Linked DNA regions of Ovis aries: region 1 is linked to region 2. The links are chromatin contacts, called in public Hi-C maps. All regions are on one chromosome and are shown on one strand. The core of a region is the stretch at or near the end of the contact, and the rest is flanking DNA. Distances in the headings are between cores, read along the strand shown. Region 1 has its middle 25 kb from the start of TRNAS-GGA. Region 2 holds the start of SMAD6 (SMAD family member 6).

Region 1 (3,789 bases), core at 119-2,618, 130 kb before region 2:
CAAGCCTGGGCTTGCCACATGTCAGGGTTACCTCACTGACCCCGCACGCAAGCCTGTAAAGAAGGCACCATTTTTCTCCTTATTTGACAGATGGAAGAACTACCGCTCAGAGACGTTAAGTGACTTATGCAAAGTCACACAGCTGTGAGTAGTGGGGCCAGGATTTAAAACTAGGTCTGTCGGACTCCAGATCTGTTCTTTATGCTTCCTGCCTGCGGACTGAGGGACAAAAGGGAGTGACTTTATGCTTCGGGAGCCCAGGAACCTGAGAGGTGGATTCTGCCAACAAGGAGTGAGTAGGGGAGTCCCGGCCTTGGTACCCGCTGTTTGCTTTATCCAAAAAGCCTTCCCACAGATAAGTACCTCACTCTTCACTCAGATCTCAGCTCAAAGGGCAGTTGCTCACGAAGACATTCGTTCCAGGACCACTGAGCCTAAACAGAACAGTTCTTCTCACCCTCTGAAGCCCTTTATAGTAGCACCTGTCACCACCCGAAGGATTATCTTATCTGATGTGAATGTCCATGTATTATTTACTTGTTGTTTTTCTCCTCTGAGAATGTAAAATTTTCTCCCTCTTGCTCATCATTATAACCCCAAAGCCTAAGACCACTTGGCACAGGGTAGGAGTTCAATTCCTATTAGTTGAGAGAAGGCTCTGAGAGACCGAGTGCTTTGTCCCCTAACAATCGAAAGAAAGTGGAGCAGCTCTTATCTGCTAGGCGGAGAGAAGAGGGTGCAACCACGCACCTCGCAGCCATCCCTAGTTGTTAACCCATTTCACAGATGGGGGAACTGAGGCTCCCTCCAGCATCAAGGGCCCACAGATGACACACGGCAAATGAAGCAGTCATCGGGGTGGGAATGCACGACCCCATGAGTCTGGCCGTGAGCCGAGTTCCTTGTAAGAGTGGGGGTTAGCGACCAGAAAGGGAAGGGGTGGCAACACCCCGCCCCCACACACAAGCGCTCGCAGCGCACACTCTGGGTTGCGCTGTGCGACACGGGGCCCTGGCCTCGCGCCGGGCCGCACCCAGGGCCTAGCCGCCCGAATTCCTCCCCTCCCGCCCCCGCGCCGGCGCCTCCCGCCACCCGCTGGGGCCCGAGCGCGGCCCCTGCGATCCCCATCCTTCCCCCTCCCGGGGCGGCCGGGTGGCGGACGGCGAGGACGCGCCAGCCCAGCCGGGATGCTCACTCGTGCCCCCCAGGCTCCCCCTGCCTGCCCGCCCCGGGCCCCCAGACTCCGGGCGCCCGCAGGCCCCGCGGGTCAGCGGGAACCGGCAATTTCCCGGCCGCCCGCCCCGCCGCCCGCTCTGTACTTAGGCTGATGACGGGTTCCCGCGGCCCTGGTGGCGGGGCGGGCGGCGGGTTCAGGGCGGGCGAAGCCGGCCCAGCCGGTCCCGTGCTCGGCTCTCAGGCGGCCGCCGGGCCTGTGTCATCCACCAGGAATTTCTGTTTTCCCCTCCGCGGGGCTGGAAGCAAAAACAATAATTAGGTCACTGGGCAGGCGGCAGAGAGGGTGTGGGACAGGCCAGTGGCGCCCTGTTGGGCAGGGAAAGGGTCTGGGAGGACGACGGGGCGGAGAGGCCCCCGCAGCGCTCCCTGGCCCCTTCCTGCCCTCCCCAGGATGCTGGCGGATGCAGGCAAAGGAATCCCTCACCGCGGCCACAGTTCCCTCATGGGCCAGTTCATTCCATGAGCGCGTAGTGGGCACCACTTGTCCGCCCAATTCTGTGCTGGGCGCCGGGGATCTAGCATTAAAGAGAAGAGAGGAAGACCTTGGTAGGAAAGACCCACAAGCCGCCATGCAGAAATGTACAATCATCGCACCCTGGGGAGGCCGGGGCGTGGGTTCCAGAATCCCCGCTGTTACCAAAATCCAGAGGTGCTTAAGTGCCTTATTTAAGGTAGGATAGTATTTACGTATAACAAACCGGCATCTTCCGGTATTGTTGTTTAGCCATAATGATGCTAAAGCTGAAACTCCAGTACTTCGGACACCTCATTCGAAGAGTTGACTCACTGGAAAAGACTCTGATGCTGGGAGGGATTAGGGGCAGGAGAAGAAGGGGAGGACAGAGGATGAGATGGCTGGATGGCATCACTGACTCGATGGACCTGAGTCTGAGTGAACTCCGGGAGTTGGTGATGGACAGGGAGGCCTGGCGAGCTGCGATTCAAGGGGTCACAAGGAGTCGGACACGACTGAGCAACTGAACTGAACTGAAGTCTTTTGCCACCCCACGGACTGTAGCCAGCCAGACTTCTCTGTCCATGGGATTTCCCAGGCAAGAATACTGGAGCTGGCTGCCATTTCCTCCTCCATCCTCCTGTCTTCTTTAAGTCATCTCTAGATTACTTATAGTACCTAATGCAATGCTGAGTAAATGACATGTAAATAGTTGTAAATATAATGTAAATGCTATGTAAATAGTTGCCCAGCCAGCACCAAATTCAAGTTTTGCTTTTTAGAACTTTCTGGGTTTTCTTCCCAAATACTTTCCATTCAGGGTTGATTGAATTGCAGATGGACACGCCACAGATAGGGGGAGGGCTGACTGTATAATGGGAGGTGTGCTGGGACAGAACAGAGGAGTTTCAGGGTACTCTGCTTGCCCAGAAAAGAGGGGGCTGGGTAGTTAGGGAAGGCTTCCCTGAGGAAGTGCCACTTGCACAGAGGTTTGAAAGAGGAATGAGGATTGGCCAGGCCAAGTGGAGCTGGTGACAGGAAGGGTAGGGTGGTGGAAGGAACAGCATGTGCAAAGGCTTGGAGGTAAGAGGCAGCGCATGTTATAAGAACTGGGAGTACAGAAGGAGAATCAATGAATGTTTAATTTTGAATGTGAAACTAATAAAAGACACATATTTTGGGTCTCATGAGGCCCGTAAACATAAGCCAGCTATGTTATCTGATGCTCAAGTGAAGATATAGCCACCTTTTCCTACACTGGAGGAAACCTGTTTTGTGCTTTTCTCACTGAGAAGTTCTAGGTCTGGATACTGTACCTATGGGCATTTAAGGAATTTTCAAGGGTCATTTGGACTTAGCACATCTCTCACCTTTCACTCTGACCTTAGGACAAGTCCCTGGAAAAGACAGGATGCCAGAGCAATGCTGTCTGGCTGTAGAGCTCACAACATGTGTGGTAAGACTAGAGAGGTGATCAGGATTAGATCATAAAGGGTCTTAGGGGCCATGGCAGGGAGGTTAGATGTTACCTTAAGGGACGTTGGGAGCAGTGGTTTGGGAGGGGAGCAAAGAAGGATGGGAGGGGACTTCCCTGGTGGACCAATGGCTAAGACTCCGTGTTCCCAAAGCAGGGGGCCGGGGACCAATCCCTGGTCAGGGAACTAGACCCTACGTGCTGCAACTAAGAGTTCACATGCCACAGCTAAAGATCCCATGTGCTGCAACTAAGACTGGGCACAGCCAAAGAAAGAAATAAAAATCAATATTTTTTAAAAACAGGGTGGGAGGGGATGACCTGATTTCTGAACACTTATAGCTGGCAATATCCACCATTTATTTATCTCCTAGTAGGTGTACAGGGCTAAGTGTTTCACACACATCATCTCACTAAGCTCGATTAGAATCTTACGAAAATGTTTTTTAGCCATTTTGTAGAGGAGGAAGGAGGCCAGGGAAGTCATTTGCCCTGGGTCATCTGCTACTAAGGGGCAGAACCAGAGCTGAAATGTGCTAGGCCCTGTTCCGGGAGCTGTGGGACAAAAGAGGGAATCTCTGGCCCTACTCTTAAGGAGCTTGTAGTCTGAATGTGCGTGTGATGG
Region 2 (3,910 bases), core at 460-2,959:
AGGCGGAGGTCGGCGCGCGGCACCAGCACGCAGCCGCCCGGCACGCCGCCGCGGGACTCCACCGCCTCCAGCAGCGTGTCCAGCGAGCGCTCCTTGAGCCGCTTCAGCAGCGAGTACGTGACCGTCTTGAGTTCCTGCTCCAGCAGCAGCAGCCGCGAGCGGGCTTCGCGACTCCGCCCGCCGCCCTCCGGCTCCTGGGCCGCCCCGACCAGGGGTTCGCCGGCTTCTCGGGGAGCTCCGGCGGCGTCCCGCTCCGAGAAGAGACAGCAGGTCACCGTCTCGCAGTCACTTTCGGGCAGCCAGCCCTGGCCTCCCGGCTCCCCCACGTCCAGCGAGGAGCCCCCAGAGCCGGCCCCCGGCTCGGACATGGGCCTCGGGGGGCCCCCTGAGCGCCGGCGTCTCCCAGCGCCTTGGGCGCCTCGCTGTCCCACCGCGTCCCGGGGCCGCCGCAGGGCTACCGGGCGGACTTCGGGGCGGCCACAGCCTCCGCCTTCTCGTGCCCGCGCGGCCGGCTCAGCTCGGCTGCCCACGCTCCCATCCTCGTCGCCACCGCCGCCGCCGCTGCCGCCGCCTTCCTCCCGGTCGGGGACCACACGACTTCGCCAAAGTCGCCGCACCAGCCCCGAGCGTTTGGACCTGAACATACGATATCCTTTGGCGCCGGGGGAGGGGGGGGGAGGCGGTCTCCGGTTACCGGGGGTCCGTTTCCTCAGCGAGGCGCCGGCTGCGCGGGCCGCAGCCCCACATGAAGCTCTGCCGCAGGGCGCCGTGCAAACCGCGCACAGCCTGTCGTCGAAGGGGCACCGCAAGGCTGCAACATGAGGGAGCTCGCCAGGGCTGGACGGCGGGGAACGCGCGCACGCCGATCCGCAGTCCGCGCCCGGCCCGCGGCTACATGGACCCCGGCGGCCGGGAGGCTCAGCAACTCCAGCCCCGGCGCTTTAGAGGGACTGCAGGCGGCGCGCCGCCAGAAAGACCCCGCATGGGCCGGCGAGCCTTCAAAAGTTGCGCGGCTGGTCCATGAGCACAAAGCACTCGAGCTGAACTCCCCAAATGTGTCTGGAAAGCCCTGCCTTTAAAACCCAAGCGCTTCACTACATGGGTTTTTCCTGCAGGATCCGAAAGGCAGGCTTGTTGATGATACCCTCGGCTTCCTTCTTACTCCCTGCAAAAAGAAAAGGGGGGAAAAAAAGGAAAGGAAGAAAAAGAACCCCAAACAAAACCAAAATCCCTGTAATTGCATGCACGAAAGGCCAACTCTGTCTCAGGTCCCAGGCGCTAGATGCACTTGGAGCGAATTTCTCCTGAACGCGGTGTCAACACATGAGTGGAAACTGTAAAAATCCCAAAGAGCTGCTGGGAATCCTTAATTAAAATGCAATCCACCGAGGCAGAGGTCATAGCCCGCCCCACGCCGCATTCGGACGCCCAGGACGCTGCGGCTGCAGAGGTCGCCCCCCTCCCCCTCCACAAAAAGTGGCTCCCGGTGGCCCCGCGGTCCCGGCGAGGTCTGGCGAGGCAGCGCCCGGCGGCTCTTTCTCTCGGCTCGACTCCCTCGCTCGCTCCCCCACTCGGCTCTCTCTCTCTCTTTTTTGTTCTCCTCAAACGCACACTGAGGGCCCCCGGAGGAGCGCCGCGGAGTCATTGGCTGCCTCCCATCATATGCCAGTCTAGACACTTTGGCGGCTCCGCGGCGCTGATTGTTGCGCAAACAAGGTTTCAAGTTTCTTAACTCTTAAAGGAGAACACGTCCCATTGCAGGGCCCGAGGCTCCAAGGGGCCGGCTCCCGGGGCGGGCCGAGCCCCGGCCCCCGCCCCACGCTTGCCCCAGCACCACCCCCCTCCCCCGCCCAGGGCCTGACAGCGCCCACGGCCGGCTCTCTGGCTCGCGTGCGCCGCGGGCACAGATGCGAGCGCGCGCGCGCGCACACACTCACACACACGGTTACACAAACCACGGGCAGGCTGGCTGCGCGAGAGTTTGGTGGACCCACTGAGACTCGGACGCAAACGGGGCGCTTGGCCTCTCCTTGGCTTGTGCACAAACTTCAAACACACGTTGCACTTTAGAATTGGTACAAACCCCTATCCCAGGGAAGGCTAATAAAAATGGGTGTGCGTGTGTGCTTTCCTGGCTTACGTTTTTGGCAGTAGGGGGCGGCTGATTTGTTGGGGTGGCGGGATCTAACGTGATAGCACGAGGTTTCCACACCCCTGCTCAAAGTCGGGGGTAGTCTGCTGGGCCAGTCGGGTGGCGTGGGATACCTCACGCAGAGGGACTCTAGGCTTGCTCGAGGTAAGGAGTTACGGAGGGTGGGGTGGCGGCGGGGAACGTCTCTCGGGCTCCTTTCGGTCGCCAAGTCTTTCCCTCAGAGCTAGGCGGGCCGCCAGCCGTCCGGGCCCCCTCGAGGCTGGGTGACTTCTCCACCCGCTTTCCTTCTCCAGTTTATTCTCTGCACCACAAAGAGGGGTGTGGGTAGGGCTCGTGATTTCCCCAGCGACGTTTCACCACGGAAATGGGGGTGGGTTGGGGGCCAGATCCCTTCTGATCCCGGGCAAGCTGGTGGGGGCGCGGTGGCAGCAGCGGACCGCCTGGCGCGGGAAGGGTTAAGGCCGCTCTTGCCCCTGGAGCCGGCGCGGCGGGGTACCTCCTCGGGCGCGCTCTCTCGTCCGAGGGTGGCAAAAGTTCAAGCTTGTAAAGTCGGGATTGGCCCCGCGCGGAGGGAAAAAAGGCCTGGTCCCCCCTCCCTCTCCGGGCGCGGCGCCGATTGGCCCGGCCACGGGGCGGGCGCCGCCCTCTCCCGGGCGCGCGGCGGCACCGCCCCCGGCGTGGCGCCCCGCCCCTTTCCGGGCAAGAGCCCGGCCCCGCACTGAATGAAATAAATTCCGCTACTCTCATTGGCCCGAGGCTGGGCGCCATTCCCCCGCGGGGGCGAAGGGGGCGCCGGCGCGCGGTTCTCGTGTGGGTTCCCACGTGTGGGGCTGGCCGTGTGAGGCAACCGCAGTGCGAGTCCCCGGGGCCGCCCCGACTTAAGTGTGCGCTGGGGGGAGGGCAGTGTTTGCCGGATGGGCTCACCCTTTGCTGAGCTTTACCTGGACCAGGTACTGTTCAGTCTGCGCCCTCTGGGAGAGGCGGTTACTCTGGCGAATGGAGGGTCGGGCTTAGAAGCTTCCTCACCCGCATCCCCTTCTGCGTTAGCCAAGACAGAATAGCTGTCTTGGCCTCATTTTCTCGTTTGAAAAACGGAGATGATGATGCCTGTCCTGCGTTTTCACGGGACCATGAAGCCCCTATGAGATAAGTGCATGGAAAGTGTACAAATCGCAAGCAAACGGTGAATTTTCACAAGTGAACAAAACACCAGTGTAAGCAATACGGAGAGGACAACGGACCTTGAGGCCTCTTTTCAGTCACTTCTGTCCCCTGGGGAAATTAGTGCGTCTTAAAATAGGAGAAGAAATTTAATGTGAAGTGTTTTATCAGGGTATCCGCTGGTTTGACTGTGGGTTATAATAATAGCTTGTGCTTACTGTGGGCAAGGCCATGTTTCAAGCATTACAGAGATTTTAGTCATTCTCACAACAGCCCTGATAGATACTATTACCTCCATTTCACAGGTAAGTAAACTGAGGAAGAGGAATTAATCATTGACATGAAGATAGTCTTCAAAGTGCTAAAATAATGCTAACACCACAGAGACATCAGCCAGTATATGGGCTCACCCTGACAGCAAGGAAGTGATGTGGGTCTGTGTTGCCAGAGCATATCCTCGAGAACAGTGCTTTTCAAACCGGTCCATTGGACCTGCTGAATCAAAGCATTGTGGGGTAAGGCCCCAGACTCCATTTAACAACACTTTGGGGGTAGGCATAGTTATTAACCGTTAACTTATAGTTAAGGACACTGAGG

What was found. A called contact is a pair of places that touch in the nucleus more often than the background predicts.
Region 1: a contact with region 2 is called in a Hi-C map of hypothalamus, with 2.4 times the contacts expected there. The contact joins the enhancer-like site here to the promoter of SMAD6 in region 2. A contact is called at or near these places in 8 of 16 Hi-C or Micro-C datasets (hypothalamus, mesenteric adipose tissue, muscle and 4 more).

What each region holds. Positions count from the first base shown.
Region 1 is chr7:13,641,165-13,644,953 of ARS-UI_Ramb_v3.0, reverse strand. No RefSeq gene overlaps it. Among named protein-coding and RNA genes, the nearest start is that of TRNAS-GGA, 25 kb to the left of the region's middle. Within about 2 kb of position 1,368, at least 28 of the 54 cell types and tissues checked have an H3K27ac peak or open chromatin away from gene starts, as enhancers often do. A contact at or near this core is called in hypothalamus and tail adipose tissue, where this site is marked.
Region 2 is chr7:13,510,825-13,514,734 of ARS-UI_Ramb_v3.0, reverse strand. SMAD6 (SMAD family member 6) reads right to left here and starts at 1,709. Exons shown (of 2, transcript XM_042252070.2): 1 at 1-1,709. The coding sequence starts at 644. It overlaps LOC121819944 (a long non-coding RNA gene), which reads left to right and starts at 2,200. Exons shown (of 3, transcript XR_006060305.2): 1 at 2,200-2,296.